4 separate regions of the Pan troglodytes genome follow, and regions 2, 3 and 4 are each linked to region 1. A link is a contact called in public Hi-C and HiChIP or PLAC-seq data. All regions are on one chromosome and are shown on one strand. The core of a region is the stretch at or near the end of the contact, and the rest is flanking DNA. Distances in the headings are between cores, read along the strand shown.

Region 1 (3,113 bases), core at 129-2,628:
CTATCCACGTCCAAGGCAGCCATTTCCTCTTGTTTCACGGGCTTTTCGGGAGCTGCAGGCACAGCGCGGGGGGGTGGGGGTGGGGAGGAAGGCGGGTGGCGGAGAGGGAGGGGGCCCGCGGGCCGAAGCGAAATTACTCCCAAAGCCCGGACCCAGGCCCCTTCCCCTCCCCCACCCGCCCCCCTGCGGCGGCGGCGGCGGCGGCTCCCTCCTCCCCTCCTGCTGCTGCCCCCGCCCGCCGCTGCCTGTAACCCTCCTCCTCCTCCTCTTTCCCTCCTCCTCCTCCTCCCCGCGCTGCCCCTGCCCCCTCTCCTCTCCTCCCCTTTCCCTTCGCGCCGCTCGCTCTCACTCGCGCTCGCTCCTCTCGCACCGTCAGTCACTCACACACGCCCGCCCGCGCCCGCACACAGGGGGATGCGCTCCCGGCGGACCGGGCCGCCCGCCCCGGGGCCTGGCGGGGAGACGGCGTTGCTGGGGCTTCGGGGGTGGACGGTGGCTGGCGGGGAGGGGAGGGAGGCGCAGGGGAGTGCAGCTTTCTGCCTCTCACAGACACTCGGTCGCACACACGGGGCCGAGACCGGCGGCAGCGGCCCCGGGCTGGCTGTGGTCGGCGGCGGCGGCGGCGGCGGCAGCAGCAAGGGTTGCTCTCTCTCGGCTTTACGTACCGGTCATAGTGTGTTTAGGGCACCTCAGGCGGGGCTCCCCGCCGCCTTACACATGGTGAGGAGCGAAGGCGGCGGCGGCGGGAGAGGATGCGGGAAGCGGCGGCGGACACGGCCGGAGCGGTCCGGGGATTTTTTTTTTCCTATTTTGATTGACTGTGCGGGAAACACAAAAGGTGGAGCCTCCAGCCCAAAAGGGGGGAAGAGGGTGACAGCCCGCCCGGAACTCCCGCCCCTCTTCTTGGCCCTCATTCGCTGCCGTGCTCTCTGTCGGCTGTGCTCATTGGTCCAGGCGCCTGTCCGTCGGTCTGCCAGGCGGCGCGCTTCCTGTTTGCCCCCGGGTGGAAGGGGAGAGACAATGAGCGGCCGTGGTAGCGTAGGTTTTCGAGAGCGGCTACGGCTCGCCGGTTACCCCGCTGTGCCCGCCTCTCTCGCCGGCTGCCGCTGCCAGGCCCGAGGCGCAGGCCTCCTCCACCTTGCAGGCGCTCGGAGCAGGCCTAGCCAAGCTGTAGGGGAGCTGAGCTGGGGAGGAAATTCGTCCCCGGTGACTCCTGCTCCACTGGACGCTTCCTCCATCCCGGCAGCAGTCTTGGCCGGATCTCCCCAGGGCCTCGCGCTCTTGGAGCCGCCGCTTCCCTGCGCTGCCAGGAGGCCACCGCTGCTCAGCCCCGGGGCTGTGCTGCTGCGGCCGCTGCCGCTACTGAGCAAACCAGACCCGCCCCACGAGCCCGGGGGGAGGGAGCTGGTATTAGGGGAGACACCCCCTCCGAGGCTGGAGGAGGATTTTTCTCTCTCACATCCAGCTTCCTGATTCACAGTCACAGCCATCTCGCTCCCAGCCCCCTTAGCCCCAGTTTTCCAACCGGTCTCCCACTTTCACGTACCCTGAAGGCAGGCATTTAAAGCAAAAAAGAAATCTCAAGTCACCTCACATACGGAAGGAGAGTTTTAATTTTGGCCAGTGGCACCAAAACGGGCACTTAAAAGTATATTTCATTTTACTTGTGGTATGTGTATGTATTCAGTGGGGCAGAATTCTGTGTTTTAAAAAATCGGTCACATAATCATTTTGCTGCACAAACGTATTATTCCCGGCCTCTTTATCCTCTTGGTACCAAGTCAGATATCTCCTGAAACAAGCCCATCAACTACTGCCAACGTTTTTTAAAGTCGTGAACCGGTGAACTACCTTTTTTCCCCCCATTGGAACATTTTTGTTGTATTTTAAAATCTTGTTTCACTTACTGGATTAGGTTAACACTCCTTCCTTCTTTGGCATCCTTGATATCTTGCTGTCATCCTGGGGGAAAATGCTCAGGTTTTAAGTGTGTGTTTTGCCAACTAAGAGACATCTCTCCCTGTTACCTTCAAGTATAGTTGCCAAGAAAGAAGTTAAATTCAAGAGGTGGAAACACTGTCCACAATACCTGTTTTTTAGAACTCTGGCTCAAGATTCAGTTTTCCCATTACTGTGATTATTATATTTTGTGTGATGTGTGATATGTGATGTGCTGGTGGATGAGGTTGTGAAGTCCAAGCACTTTAACCAGATTTTGTGTGTGCTAACTTAATAGGTAATCCATTTGTGAGATACTGAGTTTGCATCCCAGTTCCAAAGCACTTAACCGCCTATGCTGACAGGATCAGAAACATTGTATGGTTACTTTGCTCTTAATTGTACAAAGATCAAATTTCCAGGGAATTAACCTAAAAACCACAAACATGCGGAAACGAGACTCAAAATTGTGAGTCCAAGAATAGGGTTCATCTCTTCTAATAGTAAGTCCTTGTAGTCTCATATTTAAGTGGAAAAGTCACTTTCAAAGTTGAGTGGTATAACCTATGTACTATTTTACAACAAAAACTTTTAAGGAAATAAAAGTCACAAAATAACCTGATTTGGGGTGGGGAAAATGGAAAAAGAGATGGGTGCCTTGAAGAGCGGGACAGGTGAAAATAAGTGGACTGGGAGGCAGGAAGGGAAGTCACTATTATCACTCTGTTCCTACCTGGATCTCTTGGGTGGAAGGTAGCTCTTTCCCTAGAAAGGATATTTCAGGCATTTTCAGTTTTGTTTTGTTTTTTTCAGGAGTGGGGATATGTTCTACGCTATCGCCATACCCTTTTTGCAAAGTGTTAGTCCAGCCACCTTGAGAGCAAAGTACTTGGCCACAGGAGTTAAATTCGTTTCTTCATTGATACCAATTGGCAAATGATGTGAGACACGAATTGTCTTTTTTCTTTCTTTTTTGGGGGGTGGGGACGGCACGTCCGCAGACCATTTTGACAAGCAAAAAAACTTCTGAAAAAGAAAAAAATAGCCTAGCTGAGCGTGGTGGCTCACACCTGTAATCCCAGCACTTTGGGAGGCCAAGGCAGGCAGATCACTTGAGGTCAGAAGTTCGAGACCAGCCTGATTGCCATGGTGAAACCCCATCTCTACTTGAAATA
Region 2 (2,890 bases), core at 189-2,688, 280 kb after region 1:
TTGTGGAACCACCAGCAGCCAAGTCACCCTTCACACCAAACCATTCCTCTATAATCTGGAATCTTATCTTTCCCATTCGCCCACAACCCCCATTTTTCACATAGATGAACACCCACCAGGTACTGGGGTCCTTCCCCCAAGTCCCTCCCACCTTTGGCACTGAAGGTATGGCTCATCAGTCCTCATAAGCAACCTCCAAAATCTACATTATGGTTACTATTTCTAATGGTAAATTAATCGACGGAACCTTTTTATTTACAAGTCGAAACTTTCTCTGTCCCTTACTAGTTCTGTCTCCAAATCATGCGTGCAGAATTAGTCCCACTCTTGGACTGCAAAGTGAAATCACAAAGACCGCTAAGCTCACGTCTCAGAAGCTGGGAACTAAAACTGTCCCAGTCTTCTGGCTGAGAGTTGTACCTCCTAGGACCACGCTGGGGCCCTGCCCTTGCAGTAGTATTCCAGCCTCTGATCCCTGACCCCGAGGGCCAGGAATTTCCCTTCTCAGCGTCCTGACACCTGTTCCTGGCCAACCCCCAGGCCTCCAAAGAACAGATACATGAACAGCGCCTGTCGGATCCTCTGGCCTACCGAGAGGTGGCCGGCAGCCCACCCAAAGTGGGCCCCACCCCCCATCCTCCTCTCCGGACTGGGCCACCGGGCGTCCTGGCGTCGGGAGAAGGCTTTCCCCAGGGCTTTCCCGCGTGAGGCGTAGGCCGATCTCCCGACTCGCGGCCTAGTCCGACAGCGCCTCATTCATCCACACACCCCCAAGCCACCCGCTGCCCTGGCCCCATCTTGGCCACTGGGCCCGGGCCCCGCGCCAGCCTCAGGGCAATGAGCCCAGGCGCCGAAGACCTGGCGGAGATCGCGCCCCCGGGCTCCCTGAGGGCCTCACCGTGCTCGGCCTGGGCGATGACACGGGGTCCCAGCGGCAGCGAGAGAAAGGTCCTGCCGGCAGCCGGAGGCGGGGAGGAAGGAGGAGAGAACGCAGGCCCGTCCCCTCCGCCGAGCGGCACGCACGACGGCGGCGACAGCGGCGGAACGGGCGGGCCGGGCGCCGAGCGGCACCTGCGCGCAGACCATGGGCCCCGCCCCCCTCGCCTTGCCCGCGCGTCCCGCCCATTGGCCTAACCGGCCGGGGAGGCGGGAGTAGGGCGGGAGGAGCCCAGGGTGGGAGGAGCCGCGCGGCAGCAGGGAGCTGGAGAGGGGAAGGCGCTGGCTAGGCCATTCCCGGGAGCTCTAGTCTTCCGCTTCGGCACGTGGGCTTCTCGGTTCTAGGTCTCCGCTTCCGTCTGGCTGCGCGGCCTGGGTTACCTGCTCACGTTCACTCGCGGGCCTACAGCCCCAAGCTTCCCCAGCTGGACTGCGGAGCGCCTTGGGCCCTGACTTCCCTCCGGGAGATCCGGGGTGTCTGAAGTCAGGCAAACAGCCACACCAGCCCCGAGGACCGCGTGGCCGCTAGCCCATCTCCCTTTTCCTATAACTTTATTCGCTCAGTCTGTGCGGAGAGAAGCTGTTAACTAAAAGTTCTTGAAGGAAAAGGGGCTAAGGGAAACTTTGGTCTAGGGATTTCTTCCTCGCCTTATAGTTAAAGCGTCGCACACAGGTACTGGATCACAGAATGCGTTTAATTGAGCCAATTTCCCCCCTTTTCCTCTTGGTAGTTGAGAGCAGGGGCCTTTGAAATTTGGGAATTTCCAATCTGGATTCCGCCACTCATTGACTGTATGACCCTAGACAAATTAACTTCTCTGGACTTCAATTTCGTTCTGGATAAAATGAGGCTATTGAAACCACCTTATGAGGTTATTCGTGTGAGAATAAAATGAGACAATGCGTGTTGAGCTCGTAACAACAGTACTCAGCACATACAGAAAAGGCTTGTGAGTAGTTGCTGTTGTTAATATTAGGATTTCATCCCATCTCACCCACATCATATCAATACCATGAGCGCCACTGGAGAAGGAATTCTTTCATTTAGGTCCTGGCCTTCAGATGTCATTCAGGTATTTGTTGTAATGAATATGATACCTGTCCAAAAATTGTGACACTAGAAGCTCCTTTTAAAGGGATTAGTTGCTATTAATATTAAAGGATGTAAATAGGTCGCCATCCCCATTTTACAAGTGAGGAAACAATATCAGAAAGGTTGATTAATTTGGATGAAGTCACACAACTAGTAAATGGCAGCAGCATATTTCAAACCACAATCTAACTGAAAATCTGGCCGTAATCCCAGCACTTTGGGAGGCCAAGATAGGGGGATCAGTTGAGCCTAGGAGTTGGAGAACAGCCTGGACAACGTGGTGAGACCCCATCTCTACCAAAAAACAAAAATTAGCTGGGTGTAGTGGCACATACCTGTAGTCCCAGCTACTCAGGAGGCTGAGGTGAGAGGATGGCTTGAGCCTGAGAGCTCAAGGTTGCAGTGAGCTATGATCACTGCCGCAGCACTCTAGCCTGGGTGTAGAGCAAGACCTTATCTCTAACAAAATAAATACAAATAAAAAGTAAAACTAAAACTATCTGAAAAATCTGTTTCCTTTCAGCGAGAATTCATTTTTATTTTTTGAGATGGAGTCTCACTCTGTCGCCCAGGCTGGAGTGCAGTGGCGTGATCTGGGCTCACGGCAACCTCCGCCTCCCGAGTTCAAGCAATTCTCCTGCCTTAGCCTCCTAAGTAGCTGGAATTACAGGTGCACACCACCACACCCAGCTAATTTTTGTATTTTTAGTAGAGACGGGGTTTCACCATGTTGGTCAGGCTGGTCTCGAATTCCCGACCTTGTGATCCACCCACCTCGGCCTCCCAAAGTGCTGTGATTACAGGCGTGAGCCACCGCACCCAGACGAGAATTCATTCAAATAGAGACTCCCTATAAGCTCT
Region 3 (3,143 bases), core at 244-2,743, 300 kb before region 1:
GTTACAAAGATGAACCAGAGCCTCTAGGCCCCAATTCCAAATGCTGAGCAGAGACATACGGATAGGCCCATCTTGGGCCAGATCAATCTGACAGACAACATGGGAGAATAACGCTACTAAACACATTTTATTCTTTTATTTTCCAATTACATTAACAAAGGGCAGCTTGCTGGAGGTTTGATTGTGAGTTACAGAAACCACTCAGAAAATGTTGAGCAAAAAGAGAGAATCACCAGGGGGAGGCCTGGTATCTTGGCTCAAGGACAAGCAATATGACTCCACCGAACATTTGTTCTGAGTGACTCACCCCCTGTGAAACAGCAGACTGCATGGCCATGCAGCCCTCCCTGCTTGGAAGGTGGATCTTTAAGAAGTGAGGCTATGGCTGGGCAAGCATCCCCAAAGGCATTGGTCCTAAGCAACTGATATTATTTTGCCCTTTTTATAAGTTTATTCTGACTAGGTGACTTTCCCAGGGCTACACGGGTAACAAGTAGACTTCTGACCTAGACCTGCTCCACCCAAACAGACTCTTAATTTCACCTCATTCCCTCTTCTATTGCTTGGCACACTATAGGCACTCGGTACACAGAATTTTCCAGAACAGAGAACAGATAAAATGCTTACAGGTTGCTTGTTAAATTGTACATTCGCTAATGTGATGTTCATCCACTTAGAAAGCACTAAGTTTTGGTAGTAGCTGAATTACAAGGCTTTTAGTTCCTTCCAAATAAAAGCACATCCTCACCATCACTGTACTTTTTATATAACTTTTCTATTGTAATTCCTGGAATTCCCTGAGCTCCAGAGTGCCAAATTGACACTCACTTTCCAGGAATTATCAAATTTTTAGGGATTGACTATTACTCTCCATTCCTCTTCCATTAAGGTATATGAATAATTCTCCAAAAATGTGCCCCCCTTCCATTTTACTTTTAATAAATGTAATTGAATCAGTCCTGGGCTGGAGCATCTGGACTTGGATTGCCGTGGAGTTTTTTTTTTTTTTCTTTTTTTGGTCCAGAGGGCACATTTCTTGTTCTAGGGTCAATGAAATAATCAAAACCTAGTCCCTGGGGAGGAAATTTTATGGTTCTCATTTATTTGATCCACAATCTACTAAACTCCATGCCATAGTCAATCAGCTGTTAAATAAAGAAGGAACGCACAGCTAGTTTGCTCTAGAAAAGGCAAAATCCACTGGATCCTGGGCTGGTTAAGTTAGAAACAGGTTGATTAAACTTAAGTTGGGGGCCGATAGGGCTTCAGTGAAAATGCCTGGTAGTTGGAAGCTCACTCATTTATTTTGCCCACAAACAGAAACCGCCTTTTGAAATGACAAGATGAATCCTAGTTAACCGGGTTTCCAACCCAGGCAATGGTCTAGATTGACAGGCTCAGATTGTCAGAAAAGAACAGCAGGGAGGTAATGAAGGGACAGCACTTTAGAAGCGACGGGCCGAGGCTCACAGAGAGCTAGCGTTTGTTCAGAGGCGCCCAGCACTGCCCTGTGGCCACCCAGGGCCATCTCCTCAGTGACCCACCCCTCTCAGCCCTCACATTGCTGGGCTGGCCCATCAATTGATCTCTAATGCCTGCCTTGGCTAATGTAATTGGAATGTCAAAGAATAAAATGTGGTTAGTTACGCGTTATTCTCCCTCTCATAAAACTCACCCTTGGACAGAGGGAATCAGCCTTTGATGAGGACTGTTACAGGCTTCCAGAGAGCACTTACTTTCTATGCATTCTCCAGGAGACATGTAAAGCGCTGGAGACTCCTAGTTGAGTATGAATTTAAATGAGTGGTACAAGGGCCAGCAGGTTCTCAGACAACGGTGTGACTGGAGGCTCTAAGAATTTTCTGCCAGTCCATAGCAACAGTCACCACCCAAAGAACCCTACATCCTTTCCTTCCCACCAGGCCTCACCACTTGCACGGTGATGGAAATCGGAAGGAGGGACCTTCTTTCCAGGGTTTGACTGGACAACAGTCTGCCTTCCCCTGGCACTGCTGGTCACCAAGTGACTAACAAACCAGAGCCGTAGGGTGCACTCCTATCAGTACTTTATAGATTCCAGAAGGGCATAAATTATGTCCATTTTCTTACTGCTGCAGAGCTAGGGCCTATCTCAGTGCCTGGCACACGGTAGGTGCTAATGTTTGTTGCGTCATTAGTGGGTCCATAGCATTTCAAAGGAAAACACTCTGAAGAGTGATCTAAGATAGAGTGACAGTTGTGATATGGGTGTTTATAGATACTACCTCTGAGGTGGGAAGATGGAAGAAAGACACCTTAGTTTTGCTGGATTTTATTTTTTATTTATGATGCTGTCATCACTGTGTTGGGCTGTGACACAGAACAGAGGCTGACATTGGGGAAACCTGGGGCTAAGCAGGCGAGTCTGAGGTAGAGTGGAAAAATGAAAAGAAATGGCAAGATTTTAGAAACATCCAAATTATGGGCCAAGCAGCCAATGATTCTCCCTTAGCAATGTGACCTCCCTCTAGTCTTCCAGCCAAGCCCCATCTGGAACATACCTCATGGAGTTGAAAGCTGTCATTGGAAAGAGCCAAAGAGAGGACTCCACAGAGCCAGAGCCAGAGCCACAGCTGCCCCTGGCAAGCCCTGGGCAGCAGGACACCAAGGTGCCTGCAGGTATGATGCCTCAGGTTCAAGCAGAGCTAGACACAGAAAGTGTTTGTGTGGGAGCCCCTCCTCTGCCACTGAGAGGGATGGACTCCAAACTCAAGAGCAGGCGGCCTGCCCCACTTCGACTCAGCCACAGGCTTCTTTTGTGTGTATCGTTAGAGCTATTTGCTATTAGAAAACCCACTGAAATACTCTAAATTCATCTTTCTTCCAAAGTGGATATAGCCTCATGCAAAGGATAATTTGAGCATGAACTGGTTCTTCTGTTTAGTTGAAGCTGTTTCTGGAAATCGCCAAAGTTGGAGTGGGCTGCCAGCCTGTCAAAAGGAATCCTCCTACCCAGGCTAAACAAACAGCCTCAAAAAATACCCTGAGAGGCAGCAGCCATCTAGTAACATGTAATAGAGAGGGGCTTGGTCCAGTGGGAAGTGGAGAGCAACAAGAGAGACTGGAACTCCCAGCCGCAATGAAGATTTGCAGAGTGAAAGCTG
Region 4 (3,059 bases), core at 557-3,056, 370 kb after region 1:
CCTCCCCACCCACGGAGTGCGCCAAGACGCACCCAGGCTCCATCACAGGGCCGATAGCAGCGCCACTCTGGTCGTACTTTTGGGTCAAGAGATCTTGCAAAAGAGGAGAGAAAACACGGGAGGCACAGTTCCACATCCTTGTCACTTGCACCGGCTCCGCGACAACTCGTCGTTTGCACCCGAGGGTTTGGGGTTGGTAGTTTAATTTTTTTTTTTTTCTAAGAAGCAGGGTGTGGGTTTAGTGGGGAGTGTGCTATATTAAAACCAGTGCCCAGGTCTGCCCGAGGGCGATGGTATTTCTGGTTCAAAAACAGCTTCTGGCTACCCTAGAGAAGAAAGAGAAAGCGGGGCCCAGAAAGAGAAAAACAAGCAGGTCAGCGGTTGCTGGGGGACTCGAAGACGCACCCTGGTCTGTTTGAGGACCCCTCTTTTCACACTGACAAGGTCCAGGGAGGACTTCAGGATGCTTCCAGCCTGCAAAATGTGGAAGCGCCCACGTGTGGCCTGGTCCTCCGCCCTCCCGGGTGAAAGTCCTGGAGAGATTTCTCGGGCGCGTCCGTGAAAGCAGGGCACTAATGGGGAGCCTACCTCTTAAAACAGCGCACTTGCCCTACGGACGAGCCTCTAGGCCCTGGTGGTCTGGAATGGGAGTGGGTTGGAGCTGGGACAAGAAAACTCCACTCCAGGATGAAACGCGACATGCAAATCTTCACCGGGTTAAACAAACAGCCGAGCAAGCTGCAGCTTCAGCGGAGGTGGAGGTGGGGGCGGACGCCGCTCGCGCCGGTCTCTGTTTCCAAAGTTGTTACAGTGAGAAAATAAGCGGCTTCGTGCAGCGTGTTGTATGGGCTGATGCCTCCCACCCCCATGCCAGCCCCCAGCAAAACCCGGCAGATAATCAGCACATCCCACTGTTTAGTCATATTTGACAACTGGGTTAACCTGGTATCTAAGCGCTGGCGAAACCGTACAAAGGGTGCCCTCAATTACCACCAGAAGCCTCTAGCGTGAGTGGCACTTGTATTACCCCCCGGGTCAGAGGCCAGAGCGACAATTAGGAAGTCACTTACACCGCTGGGGGGAAATGGCGGGATGCAGCAGGCTCCAGGCCCTCCCAACAAATCTGTGGATGTAGATCTGTACAGAGAGGCCTATTTCGCTCCTCTCGGAGGAGCTGTCCCTTCGCGCCCCCTCCCCAGTATAACTGTGAGAGTGAAATTGAATCTAGTGGAATAAGGAATTGGGTAGAAGACACACGAAAATGATAAAAATCACAAGCAAGAATGATAGATACAAGCTGAAGTTGTGTTCTGTAGGCAAAAGCCTGGACACACAAAGTGAGGGCTGACATTTCCGTCTCCACTTGGGCCCTGCTGGTGCGGGCTGTGTCTGGGTGTCTCCTCCCCTCCTGCCTCCTTTCCTACAAGTGGGGAGTCGAGTAGCACTGTCAGCCCTAACTTGCAACATCTCGGGGTGGTTTGTGTGTGGGGGGGTGCTTGTGGCTCGGTTTCATTGGTACTTAAACCTGGCTTGGTGCGTGAGTGTAAATTTTTAATTGCACTGTAATTTCTTCAGCCCCCAGCCCGCCCTCGCCCCCCGCCCCCCCGCAAGTATCCCCCACTACTCCCCCCCACCCCCGCGGCCCTAGCTAGCCGACTTGACTGGCACGCGCCGGGAGCCCGGGCTCGGGCCCCTCGGAGCGTCTGATTGGCTGCGGGGCAGCTCCCGTCTGCTCTGCCTGCGCCCTCATTGGGCGAGAGGCGCAGCCAGCGGCACTTCAAAGCGGGTGCTCCTCGCACTTAGGCTGAGTTTAGCCGGCGGGAGCCTGGAGTCCGCTCGGCACGAGCGCGGGGACGCGGGAGCCGCGCGGGAGCCAAGCAGTTTTTCCGAGCAGCCGCCAGGCTCAGCCCCGCTCCCAGCCTCGCTGCGCAGCCAGAGACCTGCTATGGCCACGTCTATACTCGGGGTAAGTCGCAAGCGCGGCAACGCATTTGCTTGTTTTAACCGGAGTAATTTTTCGTTATGGCTTCTGGGGTCTGCGGCTCCGGAGAAACTGTTGCTGCTAGACTGCAGCTTCAGCTTCTATTAGCACTTTCCACATTTCTGGGACTGATTTTTCCCCAAGTTTTTGGAACCCAGCAAGATGCCTTTGCAAGAAAAGGCCTTCTTAATCAAGTCCTTTTTCATTTGGTTTCAAAAAAAAGCTAGAGGTTTCTTTTCTTCCCCTCGTGATTTATACCCCATCCCCCGCCTTGCTTTGGGGATTTTGTTGCAATTATGCGACAGTGGTGTTTCCAGAAAACAGTCTTAATCGTTTTGCAGTCCATCTAGTCACGCTAATAAACATTTACATTTCCGCGGCTCCCCAATTCGCCCATGACTTTGAAATCTGTCTCTGGCCGCTTATCCTCGGATTATTGTTTTCATAATCGCTGTTTTTGTGTGTATGTAAACTTTAAAACCAAACGTTTTCTATTAAAAAAGAAAAGTCAAGTCGTAGCCACCCTGGGAGTGCTGCAAGTTTCGCCCGTCCCTGGCTGCTGTTTCGGCCGCCTCCGCCCTCACCCGGTGTTTGTTGTCTCTGGTCTCTGTGTTTACCTTCGCGCTTCACCCCGAAGGGCGACTTGGGGTCTTCTGGGAGAGGAGCCGGTTTACGGCGACAACCCAAGTCCGGTTGTAGGCAGGGTTGCAGCGGGGAACACGGAGGCATCTTTGATTTATAGCCTCAGCGAAGTGCAACTTTCCGGCGCCTGGACCTTCGCCCCGGTGATCGCCCCTGCTCCGCGCCCGGTGCGGCGACTCCTCCGCGGGCGCGTGGGGAGGAGGCGCGAGGCGGGGAGCCAGGACCCCCCGGGAGCAGCCGCAGGGGACGAGGCTGCTCACGGGTGCACTTTGTTTCTTCCCCCACTTCCTCTTGCCCTCCTCCTTCTTGCTCCCTCCCCCATCCCACCCACTCTAGGAAGAGCCGCGCTTCGGAACGACCCCGTTGGCCATGCTGGCGGCGACCTGCAACAAGATCGGCAACACGAGCCCGCTGACGACGCTGCCAGAGTCGAGCG

What was found. A called contact is a pair of places that touch in the nucleus more often than the background predicts. HiChIP or PLAC-seq counts read pairs in DNA pulled down with a chosen protein or histone mark.
Region 2: an H3K4me3 HiChIP or PLAC-seq map of stem cell-derived excitatory neurons shows a contact between it and region 1, with 3 times the contacts expected there. The contact joins the promoter of OLA1 here to the promoter of SP3 in region 1. A contact is called at or near these places in 1 of 7 Hi-C or Micro-C datasets (stem cell-derived neural progenitor cells) and 1 of 1 datasets of contacts at active chromatin or transcription factors (stem cell-derived excitatory neurons).
Region 3: a Hi-C map of stem cell-derived neural progenitor cells shows a contact between it and region 1, with 2.0 times the contacts expected there. The contact joins the enhancer-like site here to the promoter of SP3 in region 1. A contact is called at or near these places in 1 of 7 Hi-C or Micro-C datasets (stem cell-derived neural progenitor cells) and 1 of 1 datasets of contacts at active chromatin or transcription factors (stem cell-derived excitatory neurons).
Region 4: a contact with region 1 is called in an H3K4me3 HiChIP or PLAC-seq map of stem cell-derived excitatory neurons, with 10 times the contacts expected there. The contact joins the promoter of SP9 here to the promoter of SP3 in region 1. A contact is called at or near these places in 3 of 7 Hi-C or Micro-C datasets (induced pluripotent stem cells and stem cell-derived neural progenitor cells), 1 of 1 datasets of contacts at active chromatin or transcription factors (stem cell-derived excitatory neurons) and 1 of 1 other capture datasets (stem cell-derived neural stem cells).

The regions. Positions count from the first base shown.
Region 1 is chr13:76,004,688-76,007,800 of NHGRI_mPanTro3-v2.0_pri, forward strand. It overlaps SP3 (Sp3 transcription factor), which reads right to left and starts at 1,379. Exons shown (of 7, transcript XM_016950059.4): 1 at 666-1,379; 2 at 1-52. The coding sequence starts at 672.
Region 2 is chr13:76,287,561-76,290,450 of NHGRI_mPanTro3-v2.0_pri, forward strand. OLA1 (Obg like ATPase 1) reads right to left here and starts at 1,439. Exons shown (of 10, transcript XM_003949919.6): 1 at 899-1,439. The coding sequence starts at 1,086.
Region 3 is chr13:75,706,243-75,709,385 of NHGRI_mPanTro3-v2.0_pri, forward strand. No RefSeq gene overlaps it. Among named protein-coding and RNA genes, the nearest start is that of SP3, 300 kb to the right of the region's middle. Within about 2 kb of position 1,494, at least 3 of the 24 cell types and tissues checked have an H3K27ac peak or open chromatin away from gene starts, as enhancers often do. A contact at or near this core is called in stem cell-derived neural progenitor cells, where this site is marked.
Region 4 is chr13:76,373,015-76,376,073 of NHGRI_mPanTro3-v2.0_pri, forward strand. It overlaps SP9 (Sp9 transcription factor), which reads left to right and starts at 1,807. Exons shown (of 2, transcript XM_016950060.4): 1 at 1,807-1,966; 2 at 2,960-3,059. The coding sequence starts at 1,946.